Regions from separate parts of the Ovis aries genome. Here region 1 is linked to region 2. The links are chromatin contacts, called in public Hi-C maps. All regions are on one chromosome and are shown on one strand. The core of a region is the stretch at or near the end of the contact, and the rest is flanking DNA. Distances in the headings are between cores, read along the strand shown.

Evidence for each region. Hi-C and Micro-C count contacts between places; a contact is called where the count stands out from the background.
Region 1: a Hi-C map of blood shows a contact between it and region 2, with 2.4 times the contacts expected there. The contact joins two enhancer-like sites. A contact is called at or near these places in 6 of 16 Hi-C or Micro-C datasets (blood, liver, mixed tissues and 3 more).

Annotation. Positions count from the first base shown.
Region 1 is chr20:10,503,393-10,508,652 of ARS-UI_Ramb_v3.0, forward strand. KCTD20 (potassium channel tetramerization domain containing 20) reads left to right here. Exons shown (of 9, transcript XM_060403137.1): 4 at 208-481; 5 at 2,816-2,918; 6 at 3,277-3,397; 7 at 4,456-4,653. Among named protein-coding and RNA genes, the nearest start is that of KCTD20, 32 kb to the left of the region's middle. Within about 2 kb of position 1,614, at least 3 of the 54 cell types and tissues checked have an H3K27ac peak or open chromatin away from gene starts, as enhancers often do. A contact at or near this core is called in liver, where this site is marked.
Region 2 is chr20:10,429,425-10,435,069 of ARS-UI_Ramb_v3.0, forward strand. No RefSeq gene overlaps it. Among named protein-coding and RNA genes, the nearest start is that of PXT1, 28 kb to the right of the region's middle. Within about 2 kb of position 1,802, at least 27 of the 54 cell types and tissues checked have an H3K27ac peak or open chromatin away from gene starts, as enhancers often do. A contact at or near this core is called in liver, where this site is marked.

The sequences.
Region 1 (5,260 bases), core at 364-2,863, 74 kb after region 2:
AAGCTCCTGGGCGTCCAGTGTGAGTCTAGTTTGTTTTTCCTTTATGTGCTCTAGACAAGAGTTTCTGCCTTTGGCTACCTAAAGTTTGGGGATTTTTTTGTTTAATGTTTTTTGTTCTTGTTTTTTTAAAAGGACAAGGTTTATTTTTCTCCCGAGGCTTTTTACTGTCAAGTTATTTTGGTTTGTTTGTATCGTATGATCTTTTAGACCTTCCACTTGACTCTGCCTCTCAGCCAGCAAATCTTCCATTGCCTCACATGATGTCACTTCCTGAAGATGTCAAAGGCTCTTGCTTCCAGAGTGGGAATAAACGGAATCATGAACCCTTCATTGCTCCGGAGCGATTTGGAAACAGCGCAGTGGGCTTTGGCTGTAACGTTCACTCTCAGGCACCAGAGAAAGTGACACTTCTCGTAGATGGCACACGCTTTGTTGTCAACCCACAAATTTTCACTGCTCATCCGGATACCATGTTGGGCAGGTAATTGATGATAATTTCCTTCCAAATTCACTCTCTTCTCTATGAATAGAAATACCTGCCGTTTGCCTTGCATTAGATGTGAGAATGAAAACATTGAATTGCTTACTTTTCTACCTTGATACTTTTGTGAAACAGCATAAAAATCTTACATGTGTTGGTGATTTTGGGGGGTAGGTACTTTCGAGCCCCCACAAAGGGGAGTGCAAAAGGTCCAGGTGGCATCAGTTTCTAAGACCTCCATCACTAATCAGGCTTTCTGAAACTAGATCTTTGTAGCTGGCTGTTCTGTATGATGGTGGCTCTCTACGGACGGTCAGGTTCCATTCTCTGTGCTGCTTAATTCAGAATATAGTCGTATTCTCCCCTCAGCATCTCCTGCCTCCAGCTTTTTATGACTTGAGTTTAGGAAAAGGAAAGCGTCTACTGAGGAGGATTACCGTCCCAGAAGTATTCTTAGAGCCTGGGCTGGGAGTGAGGAGCTCTCCTTCTAGCCAGCTGTACACACCTTAACGTGTAGAGCAGACTGGGTTAAGAGGAAAATAATTTGAGTGTATACACACAAACATTTGGCTTTTCAACTAGTACTTAATAGTGGATCTTATCTAAAGATACAACCTCTCTCCAGACTTTGAACTGATTTTAACTGAATTAGAAATCAGAATGGACCACACCATTTGCTGAATTTTAGGCTAAGTGAAATCTAAGCTATTCAAATATCTGCCTACTTACATATATACAAATGATGAACTGGCTGATGAACCCACCAGTTTTAACTGGAGCCAAACCTATATATTTCTTAAACATATGACTTAAGATTAAGCTAGAACTTTAAAAGATTTTCTAAATTGGCCCTGTTTTAGACTTGACTTCATGTCTTCAGTCTTGGCATCTCCTCCATCACTTCTCCCCAGGTGCCCCAAAAAGGTGCTTCTTCGGGTAGGCTGTCTGTGTGAAGTAGGCTGCCTCCGAAAGTAGTGCTCAAGAAAAGAAAGGCAAGCGTGTTCTGGGTAATAGATCCCTTTATCTAGGTGGTTCATCATTGAGTCAGCCGAGGTCATGAATTCGGAGAGTTTTGTGGGTTGGTTCTGTCCTGTGGCTGCATAAAGTGTTCATATCCCTGGCCACTGAGCATACAGATGCGGGCCACTAGCCACAGGGGACAAGCTGAGAAACAGAATGCTAACGCAGATCCACGCCACTCCTGACGGACGGCTCTGAGGTGCGGTTATGTTTATGGCATGTTGTTCACTGTTTTGATTGATTGCTATCTCAGCTACACTTCACCCAAAACATTCCGGAAAAAAGTCAGCATTCTTTGAAGACTACTTTTATCAGATGGATTTTTTATGTACAGTGCAGAGATTTGGAGAGCATGTGACTTTTTTTCAGACCTTGGAGAGCAGCCAGTTCAGGGTGGAGCATAACAGTTTTGAACAGCTGGACAGCCGGGCTTCCCAACAGGTTAAGGAAGGAAAAGGCAGTGAGTCCCCGTTGGGCTGACCGACAGTACCAACCACCTGCCCTGTCCTTTGTGCTGGCTTCTCCTTCCACAGCTCCTGCACATACGTGTAGCAGGGGAAGTAGGGGTCATGGAGCCAGTTTTTCTGGAAGGGATCTGAGAGAGGGAGGAGGGATGGGAATGGATGAGTATGAAAGCAGGGTTTCCTCCCTGTGCCTGCATGACCTCTGAAGTCAGCCCAGAGCAGGCCTGCCTCTCTGAAATATGTCAAACTGTTGATAATCCAGTTCTTCCCCTCCTTTTTGGTTTGACCTGAAATTCCCACCATTGGTTACTCCTTGGATTGAGGAAGGGCATTTTTTCCAGAGCTCAGCTGTAAAATGTACCAGGAAAGGGAAAGCACTAACATCTGCACGAACTAACACAGATTCATCTATCAGATACTGAAAAGCGAAACTCAGAAACATCGAGGATGGCGTGCTGGACGGGTACATGCTGATGGGTGAGGAGGAGGAACAGAAAGGCTCAGGGCAGGAGACACTGTCACCCAGGATGCCGGTGCTCTGGAGACGTTCCAGGCGCAGCTCCACAGGTGCCGCTGTGCGCCACAGAAGCTCACTGCTGGTGACCAGGGGAGGCTGCTTTGTTCCTCGTTGCACTCAAACACTGAAAGCATTGCTGCCTTCTTTCTCTGTCTGAAGGGAGTTTCCTAAGACCTAAGTGTGTCTTAAGAGGGGTTGAGGCCTGGTGCTCTGTTTTAAAATTATATTGTAAGAGGGGATTGGAGTCTTCCAGGCTAAGGTGAAAAAGGGAGAAGTTTCGTCTGCGGAGAATCCTGCTGGAGGGGGTAACACTGTTGCCTGGGCATCTTTCAGGATGTTTGGGCCAGGAAGAGAGTACAACTTCACGCGCCCCAACGAGAAGGGCGAGTACGAGATTGCAGAAGGAGTCAGCGCAGCTGTGTTCCGAACGGTGCTGGTGCGTAGTGGCCCGGCTGCCCTTCCCCGGGGGCGGGCGTAGGCAGAGGCCTTCCGGGTCCGTCAGACTGTGCTCTGACTCCAGGGTTTGCCATTCCTAGTTACTGCCTCTCCTGCTTTATTTTCTCTTCCTGTAATCTTAAGTCCTTCTTGCTTATGTGAGCGCAGTCAGGTGTCAAGTTGTGATTGAATGTGTCCAGATGGCCAGGAGTCACTTTGCTGTCTGATGAATCACCAACGTGGTGATAGTTCTAGTAACCCAGCACTTTACCTGGACCAGGAATGAGTGAGTCAGAGCTGAAGAGGGACGTTTCCATCTTGTTCTTTGACTACATTTCCTCTTGTCAATCTCTTTATAGGATTACTACAAAACTGGTATCATCAATTGTCCTGATGGCATCTCTATACCAGACCTTAGAGATACGTGTGATTATCTCTGCATTAACTTTGACTTCAACACTATCCGATGTCAAGATCTGAGTGAGTACAGGAGAAGCTGCCGACTGCGTTTGAGCAGCTAACCTTTGAATTCGCTTAGGATTGACATTTTTATCACTGAACAGAAAGCCTTTTAAGTGTGGGTTGGGGATCATCTGCAGAGAAGAGACACGGTGCTAACCATTCCCTCTGTTGCTTCAAAACTCTGAGGGAGTAAACACGAGAACACAAGCGGGCTCTAAGGCTAGCTTGACCCCGTGAGTCACCAAGCTAGTTGCGTCCTCTCTTGGGACCTTGGGATCTCAAATCTTTAACAAATAAGGATACTGACCCTCGGATATGAGGTAAGATTCACTCATAGTCACAGGACCTAAATTGGCTGGGTACTTCTCACCGTTTATCATTAACTTAGTGTTTGTTAAGTGCTTTGTAGATGTGAACTTGCATTAATTTTCACAATTAACCCTTGAAAGATGGGTGATAATCTCACTTAACAAAGGAAAAGATGGAGAAATTGGCTTGTTCAGAGCTCTAAACTTTAAAGCTGGGATAACTGATTGAATACAGACTCCATGCTCTCATCATTACCTAAGCTTTGTGAAATGATTGAAGAATTCTTTAAAGTTCGTGATACATTTTCCTTCATATTCCATGACGTTCTCTGGATGTGTGGTTTCTCCACTGAGTCTAGTACCCACTTAGAGAAAGTCCCTTGGTGTCTCCAAACCTTAGATTATCCCTCTCCTATGGTACTCTAAATTGCAGTCCAGAACATCTTCAGAAGAGGTGCTATAAAGAGTCATCTCCAAATGATGGTTCTCTCTTGTAGAATTAATGTTTATGTTCTGATATTGCATGTTGAAAAAACCTCAACTGATCAGAATGCTTGGGGTTTATTAAACAGGAGACTGGTAGAATGTGTAAAGCATGTAACAGATTCAGCTTAATTATCACCTCAGAGCAGGAAACATTCTCTGCCTTGAAGTGAGCCACTTTTCTGGGCCTTACCAATGATAACAGCCATGTACCTCACAGTCTTCTCACTGCAGTAACACCTGCATTTGAGCAGAGAGGATGCTCACTGGCCTTTTGTTTCCCAGGTGCTTTACTGCATGAACTGTCTAACGATGGTGCTCACAAGCAGTTTGACCACTACCTCGAAGAGCTGATCCTGCCCATCATGGTGGGCTGTGCCAAGAAAGGGGAGAGAGAATGCCACATTGTCGTGCTGACGGATGAGGACTCTGTGGACTGGGACGAAGACCACCCTCCACCCATGGGAGAGGAATATTCTCAAAGTAGGAGCCCCCTGCATGATGTCGATGTTTTCAGCAAGAAACGTGCTGCCCAGAGTCGTAGCTAGACCTTAGAACCAGTGGCTGTCACTGGTGAGCAGCACACTCACCTGGATGATGCGGGTCTTTCATGCTGGGGAGCACCGTGAGCGTGCCTGTGCTTCCCACGCCTGCCCCTGGCATGCCTGCTGGGTCAGCACTGAGGCCGCTGTTAAGTGGTGCTGTCATTTCTGTTTCATTTTTAAATCCTTTTGAATTGGTAGTAATTCAAAGTTCAGAAAATACAAAAGGATATACATCGAAAAGTTTTCTTCCCACACCTGCATCTACCTAGTTTTCCTCTTCGGTTTCTTTTATATTCTTCCAGATTTACTCAGTGCACATACATAAGCAATTATGTGCCTGTTTTTTTCCCCAAATGATACCATATTGTAGAGGCTATTCTATATCATGTCTTACATTAAAAGCTTCCACCATCTTTTTAATGGCTGAGTAGTATTCCATTGCATGACTGCCATAATTGATTTAACCAGCCCTTTTGATGACCATTTAAGCTATAAATTATGGCTAATGCTCCAGTGAATTATCTTTTTAAAGAAAGTCTTTTCAC
Region 2 (5,645 bases), core at 552-3,051:
CACACCACGCCTGGAGCTCTGCTAGGTGGGGATGTGCCAGGAAACCGTGAGTTAGAAGGAGACGTGATGGCAGGCGCAGTGAGAGCAGCTTTGCGCTGAAAACAGTTTCTGTTCCCACTGCTGCCACCGGCTTGGTGTTTGGTCTCCAGCAGGTCAGCCTGGGCTTTCTCACCGGTGGAGAAGTGAATTGGATGCCAGCTTATTGAGTTTTCTCTGAGTTCGAGGTGCCTCTTCCAGCCCCATGGGCACCTCCCTCCCACTTAGGCACCTAGTTGTTTGGGGTCCTCAGCTGATGCAGGTGTAGTAGATTTCCACCGGTCCTTTCCTAAGGGAAAGCTGGGAAGGAGGGTGTGGTCTGTTGCAGAGACGGATCTCCCCGCACCTGGGAGGACAGGACACGCCGTTCCCCTTTAGCTCCTCTGATAGCCCACCCCTGTCATGAGCAGGTGAGTGCATGTGGCTTCTTCCCAATCGTGGTGCAAAATGTAGAATTTCTCACAAAGAAATTTGACTTTAATGAGAGGGTAGATCATGGGAGAGAATAATTAGACAGTATACACATGCCAGGGTAATTTTAAATCAAAGCTTTTAGGCCAAGTTATCTTAGTTACTGCATTAACTGTTGTCAGCTAGCGGTTTCAATAACTGTATTATCAGAATGCCTGGCAGTGAAATTGCTTTCTGCAGCCTGTTCATTGTGACCTCAGAGTCAGTGCCTGGGCTGGCGTTAGTGTGTGAGTGTGTGTGTATGTATGTGAGAGAGAGAATATGAGTGTGTGTGCACACACACTGGGGGGAGGGGGCTTCTTCCTGTTTTTTTCCTACAGTAGTACCTTGTGTTTATTTATTATGTATAATAATTTGTATCTCCTAATCCCAAACTCCTAATTTATCCCTCCCTCCTTTCCCCTTTGCTCACCTTGAGTTTGTTCTCTATGTCTATGAGTTTGTTTCTTTTCGTGTAAATGTTTTTTAGTGTCATATTTTAGATTCTATATGTAAGTCATACCATATGGCGTTTGTCTTTGTCTAACTTACTTCACTTAATATGATAATCTCTAGGTCCACTCATTGCTGCAAATGGCGTTATTTTGTTCTTTTTTCATGGCTGAGTAATATTCCATATTAGTTGTATACCGTATCTTCTTTATCCATTCATCTGTCGATGGGTATTTAGGTTGCTTCCATGTCTTGGCTATTGTAATTAGTGCTGGTGTGAACACTGAAGTGCGTTTCGAATGAGAGTTTTCCCTGGATATATGCCCAGGAGTATCACTGCCGGATCCCATGGCAACTCTATTTTTAGTTTTTTGGGGCACCTCCATTCTGTTCTCCATAGTGACTGACTGATTTAAAGCCAGCTCATGTGATTTCAGGCGATGCTGATTGATTTAAAGCTGACTGACTTAAAGTAGTGGGGTGGGCTAGGGAGGGGCAAGTGACCTGGGAGGCTTTGAAAGAGAAATGCCCCCCTCCGCAGGTCACTTCTTTGTGCTTGGAGGGAGATGAGGAAGCAATCAGGCAGCAGATTGCCCGGAGCTGGGGAGGGAGGGAGGGGGAAGGGCTGGGGAGGGAGGGAGGGGGAAGGGCTGGGGAGGGAGGGAGGGGGAAGGGCTGGGGAGGGAGGGAGGGGGAAGGGCTGGGGAGGGAGGGAGGGGGAAGGGCTGGGGAGGGAGGGAGGGGGAAGGGCTGGGGAGGGAGGGAGGGGGAAGGGCTGGGGAGGGAGGGAGGGGGAAGGGCTGAGAGCGGGCCTTAGAGCAGATGGTCACTGGAGGGCGCCAGAGCGCCAGCAGAGCCTCTCGGGCCGGCCCTCCAGGCTGGGAAAGGAGCTGGAGCCGGGGCGGGTGGAATCCCAGGGACGTGCCCAGAGAGGAGGGGTTGGGTACCGGGAACTTCTACCCCGGCCCAAACTGCCTCGCCTCACAGAGGGCCCAGAGGTCTACCTTCAGCACCCGATGGGGACACTTCCAGCTTGGTCGGGTGGCGCAGTGGTTGGGCAGCCTGAGAGGAAGCCTGCGGTGTGACTGCCCTTTGTTTCCCCGGAGGCGGGGCTCGGCCCAGAAATACTGGGTTTGACTCCTGGGCTTGCAGTTTCTAAGCTACAGGCCTGCGTGCGTGTTGGCATCTGGAAAACGCGGCTGTGGTCGTGAACATGGAGCAGGCAAAAACCCATCCCTTCCCATCTGAGCCTCTTCCTCTTCCCTCCCCCCGCCCCTTTCTAGGGGGATCGGACCTAAAGCCAGATCATGTGACTTAAAAGGGATGACTTCGTTTTCTTCCAATTTTTAAAAGACAGTGGGCCATTTTCATGGGCCCCTAAAAGTATGGAGGCCCCTGCACTGTGCCTGCGATAAGTCAACCCAGCGTTTCCGTTTGCGTGGTGCGTCTCCCTAGAGCTCTTCATCACTTCCCCACCCCCAGCTGCGTGAGAGTGGAAGGTGCTCAGGGCTCATCAGGTCCAGCCTGACAGGTAAGAAAACCGAAGCAGAGGAGAGAAACGACTGTCTGAGGCCACCCCTCGACAATGACAAGGACTAAGCCAACCTCTGACTGCCAGGTCCCAAACCAACACAAAAGAGAGAACTAGTTTTCCTGTTTGGGAAAAAAAAAAAAAAAAAAGATCTGCATCATACATTCCTTCGTTTATTCCAGCTCCAGCCACGTGCCAGGCACCATGCTGCTGCTTGGGACAGGGCACAGAGTGCGGCTGGCAGGAGGGACTCCAGGAACCAATGACTGTCACAGTCCTCACCAGCGACGCAGACGAAAAGTGCACTGTGCTACAAACAGAAAGCTGAGCAACAAAACCCAGCATGGGAGGAAGAAGAGGCTTCCGTTATTTATTTGAAGACCTAAGAAAGAAGAAATGTCTGAATTGACCCAAAAATTATTTAAGGGGAAAAAAAAAAGGAATAGAAGTGAGAGTTGGCCTTTGTGGTACTACAAAACCACATAATCAGGATCTGATGGTACTAACCAAAGATTGACAAGTATCACTGGAAAAGAAGAGGGTGCCGTATATGTGTGTGTGACATTAATTTAGTGGGGAAGGATAGCTAATTTGAGGTATGATAAAACCACAGCTGGCTCTCTACCTGGAAAAAAATCTGTCTTTGGACCCTCACCTCCCACCAGTCACAAAAATCAGTTCCAGATGGATTAAGGCCTAATGAATTGAACAATAAATAGCAACCCTAACAGAACTGGAAATAGAAAACCATGTGCCCTGAACAAGGGTAGCAGAGACTCAACCAGGACAGGAAACTCAGAGACTGTAATAAAAAGTGAAGCACATATGTGACTGCATTAATTTTTATACGTGTGTCCAAAGATACCATAAACAAAATGAAAAGAGGATGGATTGGGGGGAATTCCAAAATTTCCCGTTGCAATGCAGATGGCAGATAAAATGCCTGCGGGCTTCCCTGGGTGGCTGAGTGGTAAGGAGTCTGCCTGCCAACCCAAGGAGACACGGGTTTGATCCCCGAATCCTGGGAAGATCCCGCATGCTGCGGGGCACCTAAGCCATGTGCCACAACCACTGAGCTTGTGCTCTAGAGCCGGGGGCGGGGCGGGGTGGGGGGGGCCGCAACTACTGAGCGCACGTGCCACAACTGCTGAAACGTGTGCTCCCCAGAGCCCGGACTCTGCAACGAGAGAAGCCACTGCAATGAGAAGCTCATGTGCCGCAACTGGAGAGAAGACCCAGCACAGACAAGTAAATACATTATTTAAACAGTAAAATGCCTGTGACCGGTCAAGAGCATCTCTAAATTGATTTTTTTTTAAAGACAAAGAACCTTCCCAGCAGTTCACAGTGCAGCAGGATTTATCAACCTCAGCACTGTAGACACTGGGTCTCACAGCCCCTTGCTGTGGGCGCTTTATAAGATACATAGCAGCATCCCCGGTGCCTACCCACTAGATGCCAGCCTCACCCCTCCCCAACTCACGAGTTGTGATAACCAAAAATGTCTGCAGACGTTGCCATATGTCCCTGGGGAGGGAGAAAAAACCGCTCAGTTGAGAAGCTCTGCAGTAGAGCGGATCCACTAATAAACATGTGGCAGGATGCCTCAGTAGTCAGGGACAGGCAGAGAGCAGAATCAGATGTCATTTTAATGATAACACACCTATTCCTAGCATGAATGCAAAGAAAAGGATGTGTGGAGGATAGCAGTAGGACTTTAGAGTCTCCAAGGGAGATCAGTCTGATAATGCAGAAGGGAGACACAAAAAGTTACTTGCCGGGGCTTCCCTGATGGTCCAGTAGTTAAGAATCTGCCTTGGAATGCAAGGGACACAGGTTTGATCCCTGGTCTGGGAAGATCCCACATGCTATGGAGCCAGTAAGCCCAGGCTCCACAACTACTGAGCCAATGCTCTCGAGCCCAAGAGCAGGAACTACTGAGCCCACGTGCTGCAACTACTAAAGCCCACTTGCCCTGGAGCGCGTGCTCTGCAACAAGAGAAGCCATTGCAATAGAAAGCGTGTGCACTGCAACCAAGAGTAGCCCCCACTCACCACACAGAAAGCCTGTGTGTGGCAGTGAAGACCCACACAGCCAAAAAATAAAATAGTTAATTTTTTAAAAGCTGCATGGTGTAAAGCTCAGAGACTGCGTGTGGTGTCATGCAGGTGTCAGGGCAGGCCTGCACAGGCAACCAGGACTGCCAGGAACTCTAGGGACCAACTGCCAATTGCATTTTGAATGTGGTTCCCTATTCTGTGATATTTGAGACCAACAGCCCCCAAATTCAAAACTACAATACCTGAGTCAGAGGGGTCTGGTTTTCTGTATTTGGCTGGAGGGTGGGGACGAATTCCACTCCTTTCTGGCTGTTCTGCCTCCATAAAAATACAAAAACTATGCTGAGAGGGAAACCCCTGAATTTTGCAGGCATTATCAACCTCAGATGTGGTCCTCCCAGGTCCAGAGAGACGGGCAGGAATTTCCCTCGCGGTCTCTGAAGGACCTAAGGTCACACACAACCCCTAGTAGCACCTGAAACTTTGAAGCCTGTCGTCTTCCTGGAATGTAGTTTGTTTTTTCTTTCATTTCCACATGCTGACTCCTACCCTCACCTTTCATTCTCTTGCAGTCAGCACCTCCAGTCCAGTGATAAGTAAAAGGGACTTTTTTTAGTCTACAAATAATAAGTGCTGGAGAGGGCGTGGAGAAAAGGGAACCGTCCTACACTGTTGGAGAGAATGTACGTTGGCGAAGCCACTGTGGGAAACAGTATGCAGGTTCCTCAAAATACTAAAACTAGAATCGCCATATGATCCAGCAATCCCACTCCTGGGCACATACCCAGACAAAATTCTAATTCAAAAAGATACATGTACTGCTATGTTCACAGGAGCCTTATTTACAACAGCCAAGACACGAAGCCACAGTTATGTATATATATAAACTGAATGTTAAATGTTCCCCAGCCATTAAAAAGTATAAAATAATACCATTTGCAGCAACGTGGATGAACCTAGAGATGATCGTACTAAGTGCAGTGAGACAGACAAATACCATATGATAGCACGTACGTGTGGAACCTGAAATATGACACGAATGATCCTACCTACAAAACGAAACAGAGTCACACAGAGAACAGACTTGTGGTTGCCGAGAGGGAGGGGCTTTTGA